Linked DNA regions of Mus musculus: region 2 is linked to region 1. Evidence: chromatin contacts called from public HiChIP or PLAC-seq data. All regions are on one chromosome and are shown on one strand. Each heading gives the region's core, a stretch centred on a gene start, on an enhancer-like site or on the middle of the called end of the contact. The rest is flanking DNA. Distances are from core to core; before and after follow the strand shown.

The links. HiChIP or PLAC-seq counts read pairs in DNA pulled down with a chosen protein or histone mark.
Region 2: a contact with region 1 is called in a FOXA1 HiChIP or PLAC-seq map of pancreatic cancer cells, with 3 times the contacts expected there. The contact joins the promoter of Pkp1 here to the enhancer-like site in region 1. A contact is called at or near these places in 20 of 39 promoter capture datasets (the 3T3-L1 cell line, the C10 cell line, the HPC-7 cell line and 11 more), 5 of 484 Hi-C or Micro-C datasets (cerebral cortex, cranial neural crest, differentiating embryonic stem cells and 2 more), 5 of 115 datasets of contacts at active chromatin or transcription factors (the NIH/3T3 cell line, embryonic stem cells, intestinal crypt epithelium and 1 more) and 3 of 9 other capture datasets (adipose tissue, liver and pancreatic islet).

The regions. Positions count from the first base shown.
Region 1 is chr1:135,863,609-135,869,159 of GRCm38.p6, forward strand. No RefSeq gene overlaps it. Among named protein-coding and RNA genes, the nearest start is that of Tnnt2, 30 kb to the left of the region's middle. Within about 2 kb of position 2,148, at least 18 of the 459 cell types and tissues checked have an H3K27ac peak or open chromatin away from gene starts, as enhancers often do. A contact at or near this core is called in pancreatic cancer cells, where this site is marked.
Region 2 is chr1:135,917,336-135,922,408 of GRCm38.p6, forward strand. It overlaps Pkp1 (plakophilin 1), which reads right to left and starts at 1,872. Exons shown (of 14, transcript NM_019645.3): 1 at 1,476-1,872. The coding sequence starts at 1,677.

The DNA of each region.
Region 1 (5,551 bases), core at 898-3,397:
CAGACCCTTGCACTCATCTCCCAGGAGGGTTAGTAGTATTTGAGGGAGGTCAACACACACACACACACACACACACACACACACACATCTCCATTTCTCTTTTATTTTGAATCTCAACTGTTCTGCATTCCGGCGAGTACTCCAGCCTGTGTTGATGTTGGAGTCTCTGCTGCAGGAGATAAGACTGCTTCTATGGACTGACGGCCATTGGAAAGGAAGGTGTGGTCCATCCCGAAGGAGCATGGTTCACACGGGGGAAATTCCATTTGCCTTGCCCACCTGGAAAGTATGTAGTGACAGGGATTTCTAGCCAACCCCTGGACTGGCTTTTGCTGACTTTGTGGTTGGATGTGAGGTGGAACTGGCAGGGTTGGTTCTGATAGCCTGACTCATGGCTTCTGGAACCACCACCCCCCCCCGCCACTAGCAGCTTGGTTGAGGAGGCTGGGCCAGGGAAGTTCTGGGAACCTGCAAGAACGCAATACTGAGAGCGTTTCTCTCCCTAGCCAGTGAGATGGGGCCAAAGTCTGGGGTTTGCAGACATTCTGGGGATCATGGGGTCTGTGGCGACAGGAGACCCAGGACTGACACTCTGAGATCATAAGGCATTGACATAATCTGGCAGCACCGAGGGACCTTGGGAACTCCCCTTATTTTGGTAGCAAGGAAATTATTGAAGTTTCCAAGACTGGGCAACGACTGTGGTGATCCATCTCCTGATGGCTACACAGAGATGACATTTGTGTGCCACCCGGGACTCTTCCCTGTTATATTCATAACAACAGGAGAATAAACATATCCGAAAGCAGAATTCATGAAGTCTGGGTAATCCCATTTCTAAATAGCAACATCTATCACACGTTTTGTCTTTTCCTCTCCATTAGCTTCTATGGAGGCTGCCAATGAAGGCTGAAGGAGCTTGATGGTGTCCTCAAAAGCGACCCTCAGTGACTGAAGGTGTCACTCAGCGGCAGAGGCTTTACCCAGCATGCAAGAGGCCTGGGTTCTATCCTGAGCTTCACAAGAGGGGAGGGAGGGAGGCAAGGGGTGATTGATTAATTAATTGATTGGTTGATTGAGTGAATGAGTGAAGGAGGGAGAGAGATTTTCACATGAATTTCTAAGGAATGGGGTCCTGGACCTACCCCCACTTGTTGGTTCTGGCCCTGAATTGCATTGCACACTAGAAATGGATGCTCCAAACCTCAGCTTTCCCAGCCCCACTTGATACCTGTAGATCGAATCTTTTGCATCTTCCTTTATTCAATGCTCCAGATCTTAAGAGAAAGGATGTCAGCTTGAGGTTTACTCAGAGAAGGTGACCGTGACAACGAGGAACATGGACCACAACTTTAAGGGATGGCTGAACTCAGAGGCACAGAATGGCTGCCTTAGAGAAGGAAGTGAGACCGACTCTCCATGGCCGCTGTGGTGACAGACAAGGGCAGCTGGAGATGTCATAGGAGCAGGGCATTTCGGGCAATCAGCACATGTTGTGGTCTCTTCCCTGTAGAGCTGAGAGTTGGAAGCTGGCTATGAGAGACAGCTGAAATGGAGGAGATCTTTATGGTCAACATGTATGAAGGGAGTTAGGAAGGCTTTTGAGATCAGTTTGCTGGGCAAGGCTGTGAATCTACATTCAGCCATCTTCAGCTCACAGAGTGCTGAGCCCACCATCTGGGATGGACTCTAGGCTAGTGTTGAGACACTAGGGATGAGTAGGTCATCATCCCACAGGCACAAGGCAGGGTACCACACGGGCCTCGGAGTTTTATAAACAAACATGAAGGCCTCCTAGACAGCGTGGCAGTCAGCTCTCAGAGGATGAATAGGGTTTTATGGTTAGAGAACAGACTGAGAAAGGATGCATCAGGCCTCAGAAACAACAGAGACAGTGGGATTGAATCCATGCTACCCTTGAGGAGATGCCGTCATAGGAGAAGCCCAGGGATAGAAAGAAGAGAACCAGGAGACAAGACAGAGGCTGGCCTGAGAGCCAAAGAGTTGGCAGATGTTTCCCAAAAGGTGGAGGGTGCAGTTAGCGTTACTACACATCAGTTTCCCAGAGGCACATTCAGTGGCCTTGAATTGGTGTGGGAGTGAGGTCAGCCAGGAGGTGGCAGCATCGAGCAAGGAACGGGCCAGGCTTGCCGATCCCTGGCAGTGGTTAGCACTGTGTGGAGATGAGAAGACTTGCTACCGGAATGGGAAAGGGAGGATGAAAGATGAGGCCAGAATCACTAGTTTGGGAGAATGGGCGTGTATCGACTGCAATCAGCCTTCATCTCTTAAAGGCAAACAAACCCAAACCACCTGTGGTTCAGGCTAGTTTTGAATTTTGTGGGGCTCTGAGTCACAGCACGTGCGTGCGTGCGTGCGTACTTACCAGGTGAGCATTCTCCTCTCCGATCTCCGTTTCCCTTGAACAGGCAGCAGCAATAGATACTGGCCAGGCCATCTGCTAAAGATCCAGACCGCCTCCTCTGCCTCCGCACACCCGCATCTCTCCCTCCATTTCAACCTGTGTTTTTAAAACCACCCATAAGCAGGTGGGAACTGACATGGTGTGTTTATGGCGTCCCTTGCACCAGCCTCCAGAGACCCTCTTTACCCCACCCACCTTACTAAGAGGTAGACTAGCCGCCAGCAGAGGCTATTCGGTCTGCAGGCCTTAGCCTTAGATGACCCTAGGGATGGGCTATGTAAGCCCATCTCTAATCTCCAAGCCTGGATTCTCAGGTACCCAGAATATTTGGAAGGGAGTCCACCCATCACCAGCTGCCGATTGTGATCAGCCTGGAGATGTCTACACATTGGTCTTGGAGATGAGGTGTGCTGCTATTCTGGAGCCTTTATTTCAATATCGAAAACACATCATCTCCTGTCTGCACACGACACCATGACTGTCCCTTCTGCTGTAATCACCAATAGACATCCCAGGACACCCCTCTCATTTCCCCGAGTTTAGTTTTAGATCTACCATCACTTTCTCTCAATACTTGCTCTGCTCCAAAGATTTTCTTATCGTTGTTGCCTGATCCTTCCGCCATCTTGTTTTCTCGGTCCCCAGTCTCTCCCAGAGCTTAATTGGTCCAGTCACTCCCATAGTTGTCTGAGACTGTTAACCACAATTTCTCTGTATTTTCAATTTGAAGCAGTGCACTTTGGGGCCGTTACTTTGTAATGTACAGCTCAAGCGTCCTCATGTGCTCTGTGCACCCTCTCACCTTAATTTTAATTATTTGTTATTATTAACGTATGTGCTCAAGCATGTGCATGTCACGTATGAGTGTGGAAGACAGGGGACAAGTCTTGGGAGCCGGTTCTCTCCCTCCACTGTGGGTCCAGGCTGTCAGGATTGTGTGGTGAGCTCTTTTACCCACCGAGCGTCTTGCTGGTCCGTTAGCTGAATCTCAAACACTGCTCAGCCTTCGCATGCTTTATTTTCCTTTAATCAGATTAAAGCTCACTGTCTGTCACATCCCTTTTCTTTTGTCCTTGGCTTGCTTCATTGTCCCTGCCCAGAACATCCCTGATTGCTCTGTCCTTGCTCTACCCTGTCACCTAGGTGGCAGCAAAATGGGGAGACAGTGATGCTCATTGGAGCTTAAGTTCATGACCGTGAGGGAGCTCCTTCTCGTTCATGGCTTCTCCCTTTTTCCAGATACTAATGTGTCCCCATTATCCTCCCCCTGGGTCTCGATTAGGCTTCGTGTCTCATCAAGAACGTGGAAACGACACAGAGAGAAGAGGCTGAAAATTCTTACCACATCAGCTCCCACCACATTAGCCTACCCTTGTGCCTGTGACTGCCGATGACTGGCTAGCCACAGCTGTCATTTGGATCCCAGATCCTAACCTCTCTCATTCTCACAAAGACCTCTCATTCCAACAGTATTTTCTCTCAGACCAATAACTGCTCCGCATCCCCAAAAAGCCTCACAGAAAGGCCCTTATTAACACCATATCCACTGCCCCATAGCACCTATTTTTTTGTTATTGATTTTTAAAAATTTTTGTTTAATCTTTTTTTACAGTTCAGATTTTATCCCCCTCATGGCCACCCTCTGACTATTTCACATCCCAAACCTCCTCCCCATCCCCCCCCCCATCTCCATGAGGATGTCTCCACTCCCACCCCACTAGACCTCCCCACTCCCTGGTGCTCCAAGGGTTAGGTGCATCTTCTCTGATTGAGGACAGACCTGGCAGTCCTCTGCTATGTATGTGTTGGGGGCCTCAAATCAAATCAGCTGGTTTATGCTGCCTGGTTGGTGTCTGAGAGATCTCAGGGATCCTGGTTAGTTGAAACTGCTGGTCCTCCTACAGGGTTATCCTTCTCCTCAGCTTTTTCCAGCTTTTCCCTAATTCAACCACAGGGGTCAGCAGCTTCTGTCCATTGGTTGGGTGCAAATATCTACACCTGACTCTTTCAGCTGCTTGCTGGGCCTTTTGAGGGCAATCATGATAGGTGCCTTTTTGTGAGCACACCATAGCCTTAGTAATAGTGTCAGGCCTTGGGGCCTCCCCTTGAGCTGGATCCCACTTTGGGCCTGTCACTGGACCGCCTTTTCCTCAGGCTCTTCTCCATTTTTGTCCCTGCAGTTCTTTCAGACAGGAACAATTATGGGTCAGAGTTTTTGATTGTGGGCTGGTAACCCAGTCCCTCACTTGATGCCCTGTCTTTCTGCTGGAGGTGGACTCTACAAATTCCCTCTACCCACTGTAGGGCATTTCATCTAAAGTACCTCCCTTTGAGTCACCTCCAAGGCCTCTGGTACATTCTGGAGGGCCCCCTCCTACCCCCAGGGTTGCCTATTTCTACAATCTTCCTGCCTCAGTTTCTCAAGTGCTGGGAGTACAGGCAAATACTATCACACTCAGTTTTATGCATTGCTATGGACTGCACTCAGGATCTTGTTCATGTTAGGTAAACCCCCTACCAACTAAGCTATATCTCCTGCCACTGTAAAATTTCTTAAAGGCTGACTCACAGAGAGACAGTAGTAGCATGTTAGAAGCATAAGGTATGGGGTTCGCTGTTGATCCCCCACAGGAGGTTCCTCAAGATGGCCAACCTATCTCTCCGTGACGTACACACACGCTGACCCAGCAGCTGTCTGCAGGATGACTAGTGAGGGTGGAGAAGACATGCTGGGGTCACGGAGACATTCCTTGCCTTGAAGCCCTTGGCTCATTAGCTCTCTATCCTAACCAACCCAACCAGCCAGCTCTGGGCTAGATGATGCATGTGGTAGTTCCTGGCATCTAATAGCTAGTCTGTGAATCAGAACTCTTATTTTCCTGCAAGTCTGCACAGCAACCACCCCTCATAGGATGTGCAATCCTGTGCTGTCTCGGGCTCTGTGAACCCTGATTCGCTGCGGCTTTGACAGTGAGCAGTACAATTGCCTCTTCCATAGTCTTCCTTATCATGTTCTGATATCAGGACTGGGGAGGCCTGGGTCTGGCCCAGGCTTGGTTCTTCTGTAAACTTCCTAGGTGACAGAGCTGGTCACTTTCTCTCAGTTTTTTCTTTTCCAGCTATTGA
Region 2 (5,073 bases), core at 622-3,121, 53 kb after region 1:
CAGTGACAAAGGCGGTAAATAAAAGGGGAGTTAGGCAAGGGAGTGCGCATCTGTTAGGAGAGGTGCCAGGCGCCCAGACAGGGGCAAAGGGCACCGGGAGCAGCAGAGCTTTTTTGGTGTGGGAGGTGGCAGAGTGTGCCAACAGCCATTTTCTCTTCCTTAGTTCTACCAAGGGATCACTAGGGAACAGAGGAAAGAGGACACATGCCAGGGGCAGAGAGTGTGGGCCTGCTGACTCGCTGGAGGGGTGGCAGAAGTCTACTTCCTTTGTTTTTTCCTTGTCCCTTTACCCATCGCCCTCCCCCTCCCCCAACCAGGTCTCTATAAGCATGTTTGACCTGGACTTTTATTAGCATTTTACTCCATCTAGTTAAATAATAAAAACAAATACGTTCAAGTTTTGCTAATGATATTTGTTAAACAAAGGTTAGCATATTTCTTACTGGGAATCCTTTGTATGAAAATTTCACTCTAAAATTCCCACCTGTAACACCTTGTCAGGTGCACTTTCCACCTTCAGCTTCAGGGACCTGGTCCCTTTCTCCTGGCCTCCCCCAAACTGAGGCTTGTCACTCACACATCAGGGCCATCGGGGAGGACAGGACTGGAAGCCCAAACTCACTGTGAAGAGGGCTCAGTTGAGACTGGGAGTGGTGCCCCCCCAATCCATTTTGGTTCCGGTTTGACACTATTTTCTACTTAAGGTGGGTCAGGGGAAGGGGGCTCTGTATTAAGGATTAGAGAAAGAGAGTGAGCACTCACACCTCCTTCCTTGTTAACAGAGAACTGGCCCCATGATAGTCTTCTAGTCAGATTTGCATCTTTGGTTTGGTTAGAGACTCTATGTAAAATATCAAGGGATCCCAGGGACGTGTGTGTGTGTGTGTGTGTGTGTGTGTGTGTGTGTGTGTGTGTGTGTGTGTGTAGGGGGCGCTCCCTGACCCCCCCCCCAATTCCATAATGCCTCTCCTGAACCAAACTCCATCACAGTAATTGAGTCGCTCCCTTTCCTCCTTCAAACACCACCTTCACTAGGGTTATTGTCTCTCTCCTATTGGGCGCAAGCCGGTTTTGACGATTGCAAAGCCTGAGGAACATGAATGAGAGGATGTGGGGAGAGGTAGGCGAGAGCACCCGGGTCTGAAACTTTAGGACAGACACTTGAAGATAATCGGAGGCTGGTGCCCCTGAAGCAGGACTGGGAAAAGAGAGCCATCTGGATTCAGGAGTTAATCCCAGCTGTGTCCCCCAGTGAGCTACCCATCCTGACCCACAGCGTGCCATCAATCCCCAGCAGCAGGCTAGCTGGGGGCGGCCGGGTCCACCCTGTGGCAATGGCCTGACTGCTGAGATGTGGGCACTCTTCACAGACTCCGTCAAAGCGGGCTGACATTCAGTCCCCAACGGGGCGACGGAAGCGCATCGGGAGGGACGCACCGTCCCAAGGGCTCCGCGCGCAGCCCGCGCGCCTTTACCTCGGTTGGAGTGACTCAAGGTGGACGACTGGGAAGACTTGGACTTCTGCCGTTTGACGGTCATCATCACTTGCTCCTGCACGCGCTGCCTGCCCGACGTGCCGGTCTTCATCTTTTGGTCAGAGGGCAAAGCCAGCGTGGAGTTGTCCTGGTCCTGGAAGCATTCGTACGCCAGCGCGGTCTTGAGCGGAGAGTGGTTCATGGTGGCGGGAGGCGCGGGCCAGGGGAGCCGAGGGTGCGAGTGCGGGCCAGGGGAGCGAGAGTGCGAGCCGGGGTGCGAGCGAGCGCCTGTTCTCCTCTCAGCGGCTCCCTTTGGCCATAGAGCGCTGGTCCGCGTGAGGGCTCCCGGCTGCTGCTCCTGGCGCCTCCGCCCCGGCTCGTCCCTCAGTAGGCACTGGCCGGACCCGCCCTCCGTCAGACAGGATATACCACCCCTGCCCTGCGCCACCCACTCCGCAGGCCGCCGCTCAGACGCGAGCTGCAGGGCACTGTGGCTGCCAGGAGGGAGCTGGGGTGTGTGTGCTGGGCGGCGGGGAGTGCCCGGTGTGCAATGCTCCCAGGCTCGTCCTTCCTCTCCAGGTGACGTCCAGGGGAGACGCCCCTGGGTCCTGCTTCTGCTGCCTCCAGGAGAAAGTGCGTGCTCAGCTAAGGACCAACGGGGGACCTCTGTCGAGGAAAAGGGAGCTCTTCTAGCTCAGTTCCCCCTCTCCGCCTCCCCTCGCCCCCTAAAGCAAAGCGACCCTCAAGCATTGAGATCATGTCAGAGACCAGCCCTGTTCCTTGGGAGCTCTCAGGCTGATGGATGAGGGATCTTTTGCCACTGGCCAAAGAGAGTGCCTTTAGCTTGAAGGGAGTGAAGTCAGGGGCAGGGGCAAGGCAAGACTTAAAAAACAAAACAACCCACAAAGTAACACTCACTTGTGGATACACCCAACACAGAAATCCTGTCAATAATGGACCTTCTCTGAAAAGGCATGTACTACCCCCACACCAATGCCTGGCGTCCAATGAGAAGTTGAGATAAACACTAACTTGAAACCTACTCAGACCCTTACTGGAAAAACTCCCTACTATGTGCCAAGGACTGTGTGTGTTCTCTTCTATGTGCACACAACCTTGGGATGTGTGTGGGGATGTTTCAAGCATGTGGCACCCTCCTGAGCGATGGAGGGTGACACAGCAGTGCATTTGGTGTGTGACAGCAGCTGAGTCTTAAAAGCACTTTGATGGCAATCTTTCTTAAAGGCATCACACCCTGCTTTACCCACTGAAGCTATACTGGAAATATCTTATGCATTTCTTGATGCCTCGGGTTTCTGGTTCTGGGTGTCCATCACTGATGTGCGCAGCCGTGACATCTTGTCAGCTTAGGTTGAGGGTCTCAGTGACTGAATGCCGTTGGTTTTGCCTTCAGGTGTAGCTGTACCTTGTTGCCCACAGGAGTCCTCTTCTGCTTGCTCCTTTAATCTGCATAGAAATCACAAAGTAAGACTGGTTGCTACTTATGCACCAAGGAGACTGACTGCAACCCCGTGATGGTTGTCACCTCTCTTCCAGAGAGGTGGGTACCACATACAGGCAGCTCGGCTGTTCTCCAGACGTCAGTCACAGGAACCACCTGCACAGCAGATTGCTATAAAGCAGACCTTAGCTTCCTCTAGAAACAGTGCTATACTTGAGGGTTGTGTTCTTAAAACAAACAAACAAACAAACAAACAAACAAACAAACGAGACAGATGTGAGCCCAAACATGCCATTGTTGGTGACTAAAGTGAGACACCTTCAATCCATTATCACCACTCCACGTTTGAGAGTCTGCATCCAGCCACAGACTGCTGTACACATCACAGCCTGGCCCCACATGTTAATGGTAAGAAGAGAGGCAGCTTGTTCCCGGTAAGTGACAAAGCCTCTCTTCTAACCGGGCCTGGTGGCTCCTGGGCCACTGCTTCTCCTTCCCACTACCCAGCCTCTCTTAAAAGTCCTATAAAATAGGCATTAAATGCTGTACACATCGGTTCCATGAGGGCCCAAGTGTACTATAAAGTACACACAACAGCTTATAAAAATGCAACTCCATTATAGCATACGCTTGGACTACCGGAGACCTAACATGTTAGCCACAATAAACCTTAATTGAGTCTTTAAATAATGATAATTCTGCTATCTTCTGTAATACACAGGGCCCTGAAGCAGGTGATGGGGTAGCTCATATTCTTATGAAAATCAAGTCCGTGGAAGCCCAAACTGATTTCCTTTAAAAAACCGCTTCCGGGTGTAAAGTTCAATTTGTCTAGCTTCTGCTTTATGATTTGGATATTGACATTATTTTTTGTCGCACCAATAGCAATAGGAAGCATCTGCACTATGTTCCTACAAGCCTGTGCTTACAGTTGGGGCTATGGGTTCTCTTTATGTGGCCCATGCCACCCTTACAATGATCCTATGAACTTGGCACCATCACCATCACCATTTCTTTTCAGATTCGGAAACTGAGGCACTGTAAGTTTGGCAGAACAATTGGGTCCAGAATGTGGCAGTACTTGGCTGCTTCCTTAAGATTTCTTTATCAAGCAGTGGGCTCTGAACCCTTTCAACGCCTTGGGTATATATATATATGTGTGTGTGTGTGTGTGTGTGTGTGTGTGTGTGTGTGTGTATGTATGTGTGTGTGTATGTGTATATGTATGTGTGTGTATGTATATGTGTGTGTGTGTGTGTATGTATGTGTGTGTGTATGTGTATATGTATGTGTGTGTGTATGTATATGTGTGTGTGTGTGTGTGTATATGTGTGTGTGTGTGTGTGTGTGTGTGTGTGTGTGTGTGTAATATTGCATATACAGTTCCGGCACTGGGAAGTCAGGCATGCTTGTCACTATCCTCCCTTGTGTTGTGTCTTGCTGTCTCTGTGACATCCTCTGTCTCCTGCACCACATCTGTAAAGTGAGGGGCAGCTCTGATGGATCTTCATGGAGCTCTGGAGCTGTGATCTCATTGCGATGTTTATAGGGAAGGGAGATCTCAGGTGCTCTGTTCAGTGCTTGAAGTATGAGAGAGCCCTTAAGGTCTCACAGGGAGTTGAGCAGTGTTTCTTGCTTCTCCGGGCCCCCACTGCGCACAACAGCACATTCTCTTTTGAATGTCTTCTTTATCTGATCCCCAAGCCCCTAAACCACTCTGAAAGGTATTATTCTTCATGCTGCAAACACACTTAGAAGCTGAGCCAATGGTGACACCAAGGTCTCCTGTGCTATGAGAAAGGAGAAAGGAACGTTCTAGTCTCCCCCAGAGGACCAGAGGAAGGAGGAGTATTCATCTATTCCTGCCATCTCCCTTCCTCTTAGGTGAGGTCCTAGCTCAGCAGCTACACAGAAGAGAAGGGAGCCCTGCTAAGGTGCTGATTGGTGCTGGGGCGGCGCTGGGGCTCAAGCGAAGCTCTACAGCATACTTCCAGGAGACTGTTGAGCACGCATCTGGACGGTGAGAGAATTCTGATGGTCCATTTGAGTCTGGAAACTGAATGGTCTGTTCCTGGGAGAAATTTATCTTGACCTAATTATTAAACAGTACAAAAGCAGAATTGCATCCTCCAAGTT